Regions from separate parts of the Pan troglodytes genome. Here region 1 is linked to region 2. Evidence: chromatin contacts called from public Hi-C data. All regions are on one chromosome and are shown on one strand. Each heading gives the region's core, a stretch centred on a gene start, on an enhancer-like site or on the middle of the called end of the contact. The rest is flanking DNA. Distances are from core to core; before and after follow the strand shown.

Region 1 (6,528 bases), core at 3,749-6,248, 36 kb before region 2:
ACAGGAATTACGGAGGGACGGGCCGAAGGGAAGGTAAATGAGATAAAACCTGCTGAGTCCGGTGGGTTGCTGGGTCCCCAGCCCTACTTCACCTCCAGCAGCTCTACTTTTATGTTTGACATACTGAGATTTCCAGATTTTACTTAACAGGAACTCCACTGTTAAAGTCAGTAGAATTATAGTAAATAATTCCAAAGTTCATGAGAAATTAGTCACCATGGACACTACCACAAACACCCCTGAGAGCCACTCTTAAAATCTGGATCTTAATTTCTTCAAAGGTCCTGAGAGTTGCAGGGGGGAAAAAAACCTCAGGGCTCGAAGCGTCTCATTCTTCTGATGCAATTCCATCTGCTCCCAAAAGTGGGGTGAGGCAGCGGGCAGGTTAGAATTATGTCATGCACGGATTGTTCTCAGGCATGACAGGGAATCCAATCGGCTTCTACAGCTCTCAGAATAAGCTCTTCCATAAACAGGAAAGCCCCTGGGCCTGGGAGACGCGCTGGTGGCATTAGACACATTAGTTATCAGGAGGCAGGTCCTACCTTGCTAACCAGGGCAGGCGCAATAGTTTTATTGATGTGCTCAACAGCCTTTGAGACACCTGGAAGGAACAATCAAATCAAATTACTGACATTAACTTTAAAAGCAGGCTTGAGCAGCATTGTTAGAGAGAACCACTGTTGAGGCCGACGCGGAAGCCCACCAAGGGACCTTCTGTGGGACCTCTTCCCCCTCTCCCCTTCCCCCCAGAATCGGAGGACTTTCCGGCCCAGTCTGAGTGCTGCTACCTAGGACCCCAGAGGGTTAGAGCCACACAAACAGCAGCTGGCTCAGAGCGATCTGACTGGAGGTTAGTTTGCAAGACCATGCACTGGAAACGCCAACTGCAGACTAAAGGCTGTTCAATCAGTTACCTGAGTGCACAGGGCTGGTGCCAGGAACTCATTAATATACTTAATGGGTCTGGAGACGCCTGCCCAGCAGAGGATGAAGAAGGAAAAATGAGAGAGACTCAGAAGAGAACCGGTGATTAATTAAGGACTGCGAGTGAGAGACAGTGAGGGGGCAGGAAAGCAGAGGAGAGCATTTCAGGGGCCATGCGTTCAATCTTCCACAAATGCTTACTTACTGAGCACTCATTACCATCAAGGCACAGCATCATCCTGCTCCGAGTAAGTCCCCACGTACGCCATTAAACAACGGTCAAATGGTAACATGTTCGTGTGTGTAGAGTGCTTCTTACAGCATTAAAGCGGGACTGAACACCCAGCACCACCACTGCGACACCAGCCCAGTGTTTCACAACCTGATTTCATCATTGTCCCCTCCCTGCAGCCTTTTTGGAGTTTTCCGGGTCCCCCACTGAGAATGCGTGATCTAGCCCTATGTGCTTTTCTGTAATTTGGCCACATGTTCTATCTCTAGAAAGGTCAATGTTGCACACACACTAAGTCAATTTGAATACAGCCAGAGGCTGGCTCTGCCACAGAGCAGGGCTCCTGTGAGTCAGTCAACAGGAAAATCAGACTAAATGACACACCTGCAGCTCACCATTCAGGGCAGGTCATTGGTTAGACCTTCCCTGGATCCTTTCTAGCCCTTGAAGAGGCTGACGATCTCTGGAGGGCCCACAGAACCCTCCTGGGAGATGGGGAAACTTTTCTTTAGTTAACAGGCCCTGTTCTCATGCTTGGGTTCCTGTCCTAACCGTGAAGGAGTATTTCGCAGATTGGGAACAAACTGCAATAGAAACAAGCATTGGAACTCTCGACCCAGAGCATGCAGGCTCGGGAACCCCGGAATCCACACACCAACTTTCCTGTCCACAAGGTGGTGCACTGCTTCCATCAACATCATGGGTCACAGCAGGTTTACCTGCCATAAACCTGCAAGTGCAAGTGCCACCCAGAGAGGACAGGACTGGGCAAGGCCAGGAACGGGGCTGGAAGCAGGGAGGCCGTGGGCTGTGGGTTCTAAGGCTTACCCTTCCCCATATAGCGAGTCTTATCATTGTCCCGGAGCTCTAGGGCCTCATAGATACCAGTTGAAGCACCACTGGGCACAGCAGCTCTGAAGAGACCTGGATGAGAGGAAAAAAGATGTGGTAGCAATTCAGAAATCCAGTTCCAGCACAATCCCAAGTCCCCTCCCGCCCACAGATGCATTTGTCATTAGGGAGCTGTTTCTTCCTCCTACCAGCTGTGTGAATTAAACGCTCTGGGCTGTTCTTCATGCCTTTCACATGTTTATGATCCTGTACTGCAGAACTTACTGCAAAGATGACTAATTCCTCTAGCAGAAAGAAAGTGTTCTACAGCAGAGCCTACATGCCACCTGGGGGTCTTGTTAAAATGCAGATTCTGACCCAGGCAAATATGCATCCCTCACAAGCTCGCGTTGGTGCCCTGTGGATTACTCCAGCAGCACTGCCCAAGAGAAATCCAATGCGAGCCACACAGGGCATTGAAGACGTTCTGGTACTTTTTTTTTTTTCTTTTGAGACAGAATCTCGCTCTATCCCCCAGGCTAGAGTGCATGGCATGATCTTGGCTCACTGCAATCTCCACCTCCTGGGTTCAAGCGATTCTCCTGCATCAGGCTCCCCAGCAACTGGGACTACAGCAGCGTGCCACCACGCCCGGCTAGTTTTTGTATTTTTAGTAAAGATGGGGTTTCACCATGTTGGCCAGGCTGGTCTTGAACTCCTGATCTCAGGTGATCTGCCCACCTCGGCCTCCCAAAATGCTGGGATTACAGGCATGAGCCACCATGCCCAGACAGGTACTATATTGATGTTAAGCATAAAATTAGGGTAATTTAACTGGCTCAGGAGGAGTATCTAGCTCATTTGTTTCAGTTTGGACAATGCTAAATGCTATTTTAGGGGTTCTATGCCCAACTGGAAACTGGCAAACAGGATGGATGTGGGGGGAAGGAATAAAGATGATAAAATGCGCAGCTTAATAAAGGTAAGAACTGAAGCAAGTCATCCTGCAGATACTGGAACCAGCCATCTGGCGAAACCTATACCTGTAACAAGGGCAATCTTTGGTGGAGGCAAAAGAACAGATGGTGTCAAGGAAGATGTTGCAGAGAAACCAACAAGATATTTCTAGCAAAGGACCCAGCAGCCTTCCCTGCCGCACTGCAGTGTGCGCTATCAACAGGTCATACTTCCTTCTTGAAACCTGCCCTGGCTCCCTACATATCCACCCTACACTGGATCAGGCAAAGACAAGATGAAAACAAGAGGCTTGGAGTGTACAGACTTTTGGTGATAATAACGTGTTCACGTATGTTGACCACTCTAGTGGGGATGCTGACAATGGGGGGGCTGCGCATGTGCAAAGGCAGTGGGTACTCGTGGGTTTATGTACCTCTGCACCTTCCGCCTGCTTCTGCTGTGAACCTAAAACTGCTCTAAAAAAGTTGATGAGACAGGGAGAGAGAGAGATGAAAGGTTCTGAGCAAGTCCATCATTTCATGTTTTTTGAAAAGGATTAAGACACACAAGAGAAAGTTCCATGCATTTCAATTTCAAAATATCCAACTCCCAACAATCTTCTAGCGTCTGGGGTCTTTTGTTGCTTAAAGTTCATTAATATCCAAGTAGAAAGTTCCATCCATTGACTAAGCAAACCACTCTTACTGGATGAAGGGAATTCTTGGCATCCTGTGAGAACCCTCAGGGTTCCCCATAAAGCCAGTGAAAAACCCCACTGTGCTTGAGAGCCCACACAGCAAGCAGCCAACTCAGGCATTCTTTTGCCCAACGAAGTCAGGCCTCAACGATCCTTTCTTCCGGAGGGGCAGGGGAAATGCAAGGGGAAGGGAAGGGCTGGGGTTCCACTGCTAGGCCTGTGACTCACAGATGGTGACTCAGCTCCGACTGGCAGTTCTCTGTGAGTTTAGCACTGCTGAGTGATTCTGCCTGAAGCTCCTTTGCCAACCTCACCCACTCTGTCCATCGCGCCATGTGCTGGAGGTAACATAGAGCTATAAAGGCACTGGATTTTCTTCTTAAAGGAAGGAGTTTCACAATTCTCTAATTTTTTCATAAGAAAACTCCTCCTATGGGGATTGACAGCCAGGTAAAAATGAGAGCCTCCGGACTATTCCAAAGCCTACAGGTAAAAACTGTCCTTGATCCTTGCTGAAGACTGATTTCTAGTCACAAAGATAAAGGTGCTATATTCACTCCTGCTATCCCTCCCCTTATCAAGAGATACCATCCTATCACACTGTATCTCCGCATTTGGTCACAGCAAGCTGTCAACCAACAACTAGTGATGGGCTCCTTTAGGGACAAGGTCTTGTGGTATCACCTTACTTCCTTACCTCACTGACTTAGGAGCCAACTTATGTGGTTTTAAGCCAAGGACCTGGCAGGATCAGGCGGGGTGGCTCACACCTATAATACCGGCACTTTGGGAGGCAGAGGCGGGCAGATCACCTGAGTGAGGTCAGGAGTTCGAGACCAGCCTGACCAATATGGTGAAACCCCTGTCTCTCCCAAAAATGCAAAAATTAGCCAGGTGTGGTGGTGCACACCTGTAGTCCCAGCTACTTGGGAGGCTGAGACAGAAGAATTGCTTGAACCTGGGAGGCAGAGGTTGCAGTAAGCTGAAATCATGCCACTGCACTCCAGCCTGGGTGACAGAGCAAGACTCCATCTCAAAAAAAAAGAAAAGAAAAAAATAAGCCGAGAAGCAGCAAGACACTGGCTCCATGCCTAAAAATCCCCCAACCCTCACAGTCAGGAATCACAACCTACTAGCATGTGCAGACAGAAAGAAAAGCTTTAACAGATTTTTTTTTTCCTAAGGCTCCAGCATTTGTAGAAAAATTTTAAAATGAAGCATGGTGGAAGGAACCATGGAAACCAAGGAGGTGGCACATACCTTTCGAGGTGAAGAGATCAACCTCAACAGTGGGATTCCCGCGAGAGTCAAAGATCTCCCTGGCATGGATCTTGAGAATAGACATGGTGAACTTCTGTAGAAGAAACACACAGTTCATGTTTTCCATAAGCCATAATGCTGCATTTCCTCACTCATTCAAGGAATCACTTCCGAGGTTCGTGGACTAGAAAGAATCAGCACTGAACTAAATACTGGATGTAGGAAAGCTGGCTAGGGTGGGGGAAAAAGCCTGCTGGAAAGCAGTGGGAATTCTCCTAATTAAGTAGTTAGGGCCTAGCTGCGGAAGGCCTTAACCTATTTATGCCTAGTGTTCCATTATTGGAACGCTAAGGGCGTGGGAGTTATTTTTATCCGACTGTTCAAGTCATTGCCAAGGTCTGATTTTTCACAAAAAGATTTGCAACCTCTGGCATAAATGGGTTAAACCCTAGCAACTGAGGTCTTGTTCTGTAAGAAAAAAGAAAAAAAAAAAAGAGAGAAAAAGCCCACAAATGTGTGTGCCCAGGGAGAATCAAATCCAAATAGAAAGATGAATGTGTTGCTGGACGCAGAGTGGCCCAGGAGCTGTCTGAAACTGGCTATTGTCATGAGTGAACAATGAGGGCTGGCATGGGAATGGAAAGGAACCAAGAACAGACATGAAGGTCACAAGCAAAACCACCTAGGGCCAAAAAGAGGGTGGCGGGACCAGGGGAAAACCTTGCTTGTAGCAGAATTAAAACAAAATAGTGAATGAAGTTTGGACATAATTCTTCAGATTAATATTCACTTAGTAGGTATTTGATCAGAAATTCTGAGTTTGGAAGTCAGGAACAATGAAGTCCTTGGACCGTGTGATCTTGGCTACTGCCACTTCCTGGGACTTTCCAATTTCACAGTACTTGGGTCTTCAGTGTTGTTATGTCATTAATGATAACATCTTTATTTTATTTTAGTTACTTTTTAAAGAGATGGCGGTCTCACTATGCTGCCCAGGCTGCTCTCAAACTCCTGGGCTCAAGCGATCCTCCCCTGCCTTGGCCTCCCAAAGCATGCTAGGATGATTATAGGGGTAAGCCACCAGGACCAGCCAATAATGACATCTAATTATTTCTTCCCAACGGGGTTTTATAATTTGTAAATAGAGGAAAGATTCTTTGAACACCAGGATACTTCAAGGGAAGGGGCTTCCTTTAACACCACCTTAAAAAAAAATACAAGAATTTCCAGTAATGAACAACAAATACCAATTCCTCAAAGAAAAACCCGTTCTTACTTTTTTCCTTGGCACTCTCCAAAGAAACTAACTGAACAACTTATAGAACTGAGGTGGGTGAGAGGAACTTAGTGTTTAAAGCCATTATCTACCTGGGCTCCCCTCCAACATCTTCTCTGGAATGTCCTGAGGTGGCAAGTGGCAGGTTTTTAACTTTCAAAATTATTTACTGAAGTCACTTCTGTGGCTTTGTTGTCTATGTAACAATGGAGTTTTATTCATTAGCCAAAAAAAGGTACTTACTTTTTACTAGGTTCCAAAAAGGCAAATTTGTTTAAACTTATTTTTAGATTTAATTTTGCATTTTGGCAAATTATATACCCGAGTAACATTTCCATCACTGCAAAA
Region 2 (5,710 bases), core at 1,492-3,991:
ATCATCAGTGTGAAAAGCTTCCAAGGACCCTGATACTTCTGAGCTCCTCTTCTTACTCACCACGGGGATTGCTTAAGAGTACTCGGGTGTCCTCCAGCTTAGTTTCACGTTCTCCAACTGTCGCTCCGGCGACCCTTTGACCCGGATGTGAGCCCCCATGTTGGGCACCGCTTGCCGAGACCAGCTCAGTCGTGGAGACTCTAACCCGGCGGCACTAGAGGAATTAAAGACACACACACAGAAATATAGAGTGTGGAGTGGGAGATCAGGGGACTCACAGCCTTCAGAGCTTGACTCACATGTTTATTGACAGCAAGCCAGTGATAAGCATTATTTCTATAGATTATAGATTAACTAAAAGTATTCCCTACAGGAAACAAAGGGATGGGCCAAAACAAAGGGATGGGCTCTGGCTAGTTATCACACAAACAATAGCATGAGTGATCTGGTCTGAAATTCCAGGGCTCAAACAGTCTTCACGCTTTGGCCTCCTAAAGTGCTGGGATTACAGATGGGAGCCACTGCACCCACCAGGCCTCCAGTTTTTGAGCCAAGGCCATGCTCTGCCTGGGTAGCCCCAAGACAATGACTAAGCATGCTGGGATACCAGGCCTGGTCATTTCTGCCCAACGGGGCTGTACTGATGGCCTGTATTTGCTCCAGAGCTCCCCGTTGGATTAGCCAAGACGGTTCTGCATCATCATCTGAGACTCTCCCTGATAAATCCCGCTCTCTCCTGCTTTTTCTTTCACAGCTGCTACCCCCAATATACCCTTTTATTTTAATAGTTTTTGGGGAATAGGTGGTTTTTGGTTACATGGATAAGTTCTTTAATGGTGATTTCTGAGATTTTGGTACCCCCGTCACCCAGGAAGCACAAACCATACCCAACGTGTAGTCCCAATACACTCTTTTTTGTTTTGTTTTGTTTTTTGTTTTTTGAGACGGAGTCTCACTCTGTCGCCAGGCTGGAGTGCAGTGGTGCGATCTCGGCTCACTGCAACCTCTGCCTCCCGGGTTCAAGCGATTCTCCTGCCTCAGCCTCCCAAGTAGCTGGGACTACAGGAGCACACCACCATGCCCAGCTAATTTTTGTATTTTTAGTAGAGAGGGGGTTTCACCATGTTGGCCAAGCTGGTCTCGATCTCTTGACCTCGTGATCCACCCACCTCGGCCTCCCAAACTGCTGGGATTACAGGCGTGAGCCACAGCACCTGGCCCCAATACACTCTTGCATTCCTAAGTCCACCTGAGTGCTCACTTCCTGGAGGACCCCACTGACTTAATAATCACATCACAAGACGTCTTACACTCATGAACTGTCCCTACATTAGGCCTAAAAACAGATGCAATCCCCGGACGCCTAAACCAAACCACATTCACCACCACACGACCAGGAGTATACTACGGTCAATGCTCAGAAATCGGCAGAGCTAGCCACAGTTTTATACAACCATCTGGAGAGGAGAGGTGGGCGGGGATTGGATCCTATAGGACCTTGTGGGCCATGGTAAGGGGTTTGAATTCTGTTCTGGTTCTAATGGGAAACCATTGCATGGTTTTAAGAAGAGAAGGGCAATGGATTCATCTTTTTTTTTTTTGAGACGGAGTCTCGCTCTGTCTGTTCCCCAGGCTGGAGTACAGTGGCTCGATCTTTGCTCACTTCAACCTCTGCCTGCTGGGTTCAAGCGAGTCTCCTGCTTCACCTTCCTGTGTAGCTGGGATTACAGGCATGCACCACCACGCCTGGCCTGGATTCACCTTTAGAATGCTTTCCTTGGACTGTAGAAAATAGGAGTGAACACAAGAACCTGGTGGTGATCTTTCAGGAGAAAGATCCTGCTTGGACTAGAGTTGCAGCAGCTGAAGTGGGAAGCAATGGTTGGATTCAGGACATGTGTTTGGAGGGAGAGCCCACAGTCTTACTGATGGGTGGGATGACTGGTATGAGCTACTGGTGATAGCATTTGCTGAGATGGGGAAGACAAGGAGGGGAATGGAGCTGGAGAATGAGGAAGGTGGCAGGTTGGAGATGCCTGCTAGACCTCCAGGGGGAGGCTGAGAAGGTGGTTGGGATTCCAAGTCTTGGAGGTGGGAGGAGAGGTCAGGCTGGAGACAGACATCTGGGAGGTGATATTTAAAGCAGCAGAGCTGGCTGAGACTGAGGAGAGAATGTGCCACCATTGAGCACAGACGTGCAAGGAAGGAAATGGGCGATTTCCTCATCAATACTCTACTCCGGTACATACAAAATACTGAATGTGTTTCAACAATTAAAACAATGAGGTTGGCCAAGTGTGGTGGGGGATGGAGGGGGTGGGGGTGCGGCGGGGATCACTTTCACTCAGGAGATCGAGACCAACCTGGGCAACACGGCAAAATCCCATCTCTACAAAAAATACAGAACCTAGCTGGGTGGGCTTGGTGGCATGCTTGTAGTCCCAGCTACTCTGGAGGCTGAGGTGGGAGGATCACTTGAGCCCAGGAGGCAGAGGTTGCAGTGAGCTGAGATCACACCACTGCACTCCAGCCTGGACGACAGAGCCAGACCCTGTCTCAAAACAAAACAAAAAACCGATGAGGTTGATCTACAGTGTATGTACATCGTGGAAAAGTGTCCATAATACAGAAAGTGAAAAAATCAAACCTCTGAACCATGTGTGTAATAGTCCACCTGCGTGTGTGCGTGACTGTGCATCTGGAGTCTGCAGAAGGGCATGACCACGTGGTTAACAGGTCAACAGCGGCTCTCTCTGCAGAGGGAGCTGGAGGGAAGACAGGAAGCGGAGGGATTTGCTTTTGCTTCTCTACACATTGCTTGGATATTTTATTTATTCCTTCATTTTATTTCATTTCATTTTGCTTTGTTTTAACAAAAGGCATGTATTCCTTGTAGTGTACAATTTCCGGAGCCCACACCTGTTTGCCTGTAGCTAGGACTCAGATCAGATACGTTAAAGGGTGGCCAGGCAAGAGGCAGTGACATCCTGTGTTCCCTGGGGCAGTTCCTCCCTCCTCCGCCTATGAACCACAATCTAGGTAGACCCCCTAGAGGGGCTGGGAGGATCCACTCTTCTTTCCCTTTTTTAAGGGGAAGGGTTTGTTTTGGGAGGAGTTCTTTTGTTAGTCAGAGTGGCCCAAGGGCTCCAGAGGTAAATACAAGCACTCCACTCTCTTCAGTCTCTTTTTACATTGTCTTCCCCAGTGGGGTGCTAAGGGCTGGCCAGGGCATGCTTCCACAAGTTCCTTTGATTATTTAGAAAAAGGCTTACATAATTCAACCCGAAGGACTCTGAGAGGTGAATCGAGTGTGCAGGAATCAACTGGACAGTGGCCGAACAGGAAGTTCAAAACTTGTGAATAGTGTTGTTTTGATTAATTAACCATCTCAGTCTCCCAGGGAGGGGTCTCTAAAGACTGGGCAGTAAAAAAAAGCAACAAAAACAACAAAAACCTCCCCAAACTGTGCAGTAATGTCTTTGCCTGTCCTGGAGGGCCCCTTGGGTAGGTTTTATATGAGCTCGGGTGTCTTGAGTGAGTCCACCATCTGGGAGGCAGGCAGTGCCAACTCAGGGGACCGCAGTGGATGGGAGACTGTGTCAGGGGTGACCCCCAGGGGACCCTGGTCCACTGGTTGGCCAACTTTGTTGTTGTCATCTCTGAGGTTGGGCTGATTGAAAGTGGCCCAAAGACCCAGGGTGATTAAGGTCTCTAGAAGATTCTTGCTATTCTCACTGAGTATTTTAAAACTACAGTTTACTACGTGGGAAACTCCTCAGAAATCATCCCAGTGTTCTTCTTTCTTCTTCTTTTTTTTTTTTTTTTTTTGAGACTGAGTCTCGCTCTTTCGCCCAGGCTGAAGTGCAGGAGCGCGATCTCGGCTCACCACAACCTCCGTCTCCCAGGTTCAAGCGATTCTCCTACCTCAGCCTCCCGAGTAGCTGGGACTACAGGTGTGTGCCACCACACCTGGCTAATTTTTGTATGTTTACAAAGATTAAATGGGGTGACAAAAATTAGATGGGGTTTCACCATTTTGGCCAGGCTGGTCTCAACCTCCTGGTCTCAAGTGATCCGCCATCCTTGGCCTTCCAAAGTGCTGGGATTACAGGTGTGAGCCAACGCACCCGGGCATCCCAGTGTTATTCTTACTGATTGTTGTGTGTGTGTGTGTGTGTGTGTGTGTTGGGGTGGGTGGGTGTGGGTGTGTTTTCTTTTCTTTAAAAAGTTTTTAAAATTTGAGTCAGGGTCTTGCTCTGTTGCCCGGGCTGTAGTGCAGTGGCATAATCGTGGCTCATGGCAGCCTCAAACTCTTGGCCTCAAGCAATCCTCCCATCAGCCTCCCCAAATCCTGGAATTTAACAGGTTGGCCAAGAGCAGTGAGCCATTGCACCTGACCGTGTGCGTGTTTTCTAAAAAGTGCAGATAACTTACTCCTTGGTTTGTTTTCTTAGTGAGCTCATATTGTCTACCTTCTAAAGACCAAAGCGTCAGGACTGCAGAGCCCCATTCTGGCTTTGGCAAACACGTGGAGTGAGACTGGTTTCCACCTGAGAAATAACCCTTCTGGTTTCCCTCCGAGCATGCTCCTCTCCTGTGCGTTACCCACGTGGTAGGGGGATGGTGTTGCAGACTGCAGAGGCTCACCCCATAGACGGAGAACTTCCTAAACTGAGCTGAGTCCTGGTGTCCCATGAAACACTCTACAGAGGCTGCCTGGGGGTGTCTCTCTCGGAAAAGGCTCCCCCAGGTAGTGAGGAAGGCAGGACCTGGCAGAGGGAGAACCCAGTGTTGTTGGAACTGTGGCCGATTCTGCAATGAAGCTCTGGTCCCAAATTGAGACATGAGGTCTGGGCCTTTGCATCTCTGTTTCTTTTTACTTTTAATTTTCTTTTTTCTTTTTTTTTGAGACGGAGTCTCACTCAGTCGCCCAGGCTGGAGTGCAGTGGTGTGATCTCGGCTCACTGCAACCTCCGCCGCCCGGGTTCAAGTGATTCTCCTGCCTCAGCCTCCCAAGTAGCTGGGATTGCAGGTGCGTGCCACCATGCCCGGCTAATTTTTGTGTTTTTAATAGAGATGGGGTTTCACCATGTTGGTCAGGCTGGTCTTGAACTCTTGACCTCAGGTGATCCACCCACCTCGGCCTCCCAAAGTGCTGGGATTACAGGCTTGAGCCATGCGCCCAGCTCTTTTTACTTTTCGAAAGTATGGCTACTTGAAAATTAAAATGACATCCAGGGCTCACTGGATTTGCTCATACAAAGGCAGGGGCATCTAGACCATAGAGAGTAATTGGTGCTGGTTCAATGGCCTTGAACACTACTCATTTTATCAATGAAAAATCATTCTTAGCTTTCATTGTGCTAATTAACAAACCATCTGGTGTGGATTGGAGATAGAGCTAGAGTGGCTTTTGTTGAGTCTTTCAAATGTAGGTTCTAATCACCCCTGGAATTTCGCGCTCCCAATTCCGCAGCGCTGACTGCCGCTAGAAAGCAGGCTGAAGTTAAGTGACACGTACAGTTCGTGCTGAGGGTTTTTGAAGTAAATTACAGGCACCCTTTTCAAGCTCTGAGCTCTTGAGAAGACCACTGAGCTCAAAGTTAGTCCAACAAATAATGTTCATCATACACAGCATCTTCTGTTTAAGAAGGCAGGAAATTGGCCGGGTGCGGTGGCTCACACCTATAATCCTAGGACTTTGAGAGGC

What was found. Hi-C and Micro-C count contacts between places; a contact is called where the count stands out from the background.
Region 1: a Hi-C map of induced pluripotent stem cells shows a contact between it and region 2, with 1.6 times the contacts expected there. The contact joins the promoter of ENO1 here to the enhancer-like site in region 2. A contact is called at or near these places in 1 of 7 Hi-C or Micro-C datasets (induced pluripotent stem cells) and 1 of 1 datasets of contacts at active chromatin or transcription factors (stem cell-derived excitatory neurons).

What each region holds. Positions count from the first base shown.
Region 1 is chr1:223,129,464-223,135,991 of NHGRI_mPanTro3-v2.0_pri, reverse strand. It overlaps ENO1 (enolase 1), which reads right to left and starts at 4,998. Exons shown (of 11, transcript NM_001220779.1): 1 at 4,905-4,998; 2 at 1,988-2,083; 3 at 546-604. The coding sequence starts at 4,989.
Region 2 is chr1:223,091,987-223,097,696 of NHGRI_mPanTro3-v2.0_pri, reverse strand. LOC107974792 (a long non-coding RNA gene) reads right to left here. Exons shown (of 3, transcript XR_001717806.4): 2 at 61-214. Among named protein-coding and RNA genes, the nearest start is that of CA6, 28 kb to the right of the region's middle. Within about 2 kb of position 2,741, at least 1 of the 24 cell types and tissues checked has an H3K27ac peak or open chromatin away from gene starts, as enhancers often do. A contact at or near this core is called in induced pluripotent stem cells, where this site is marked.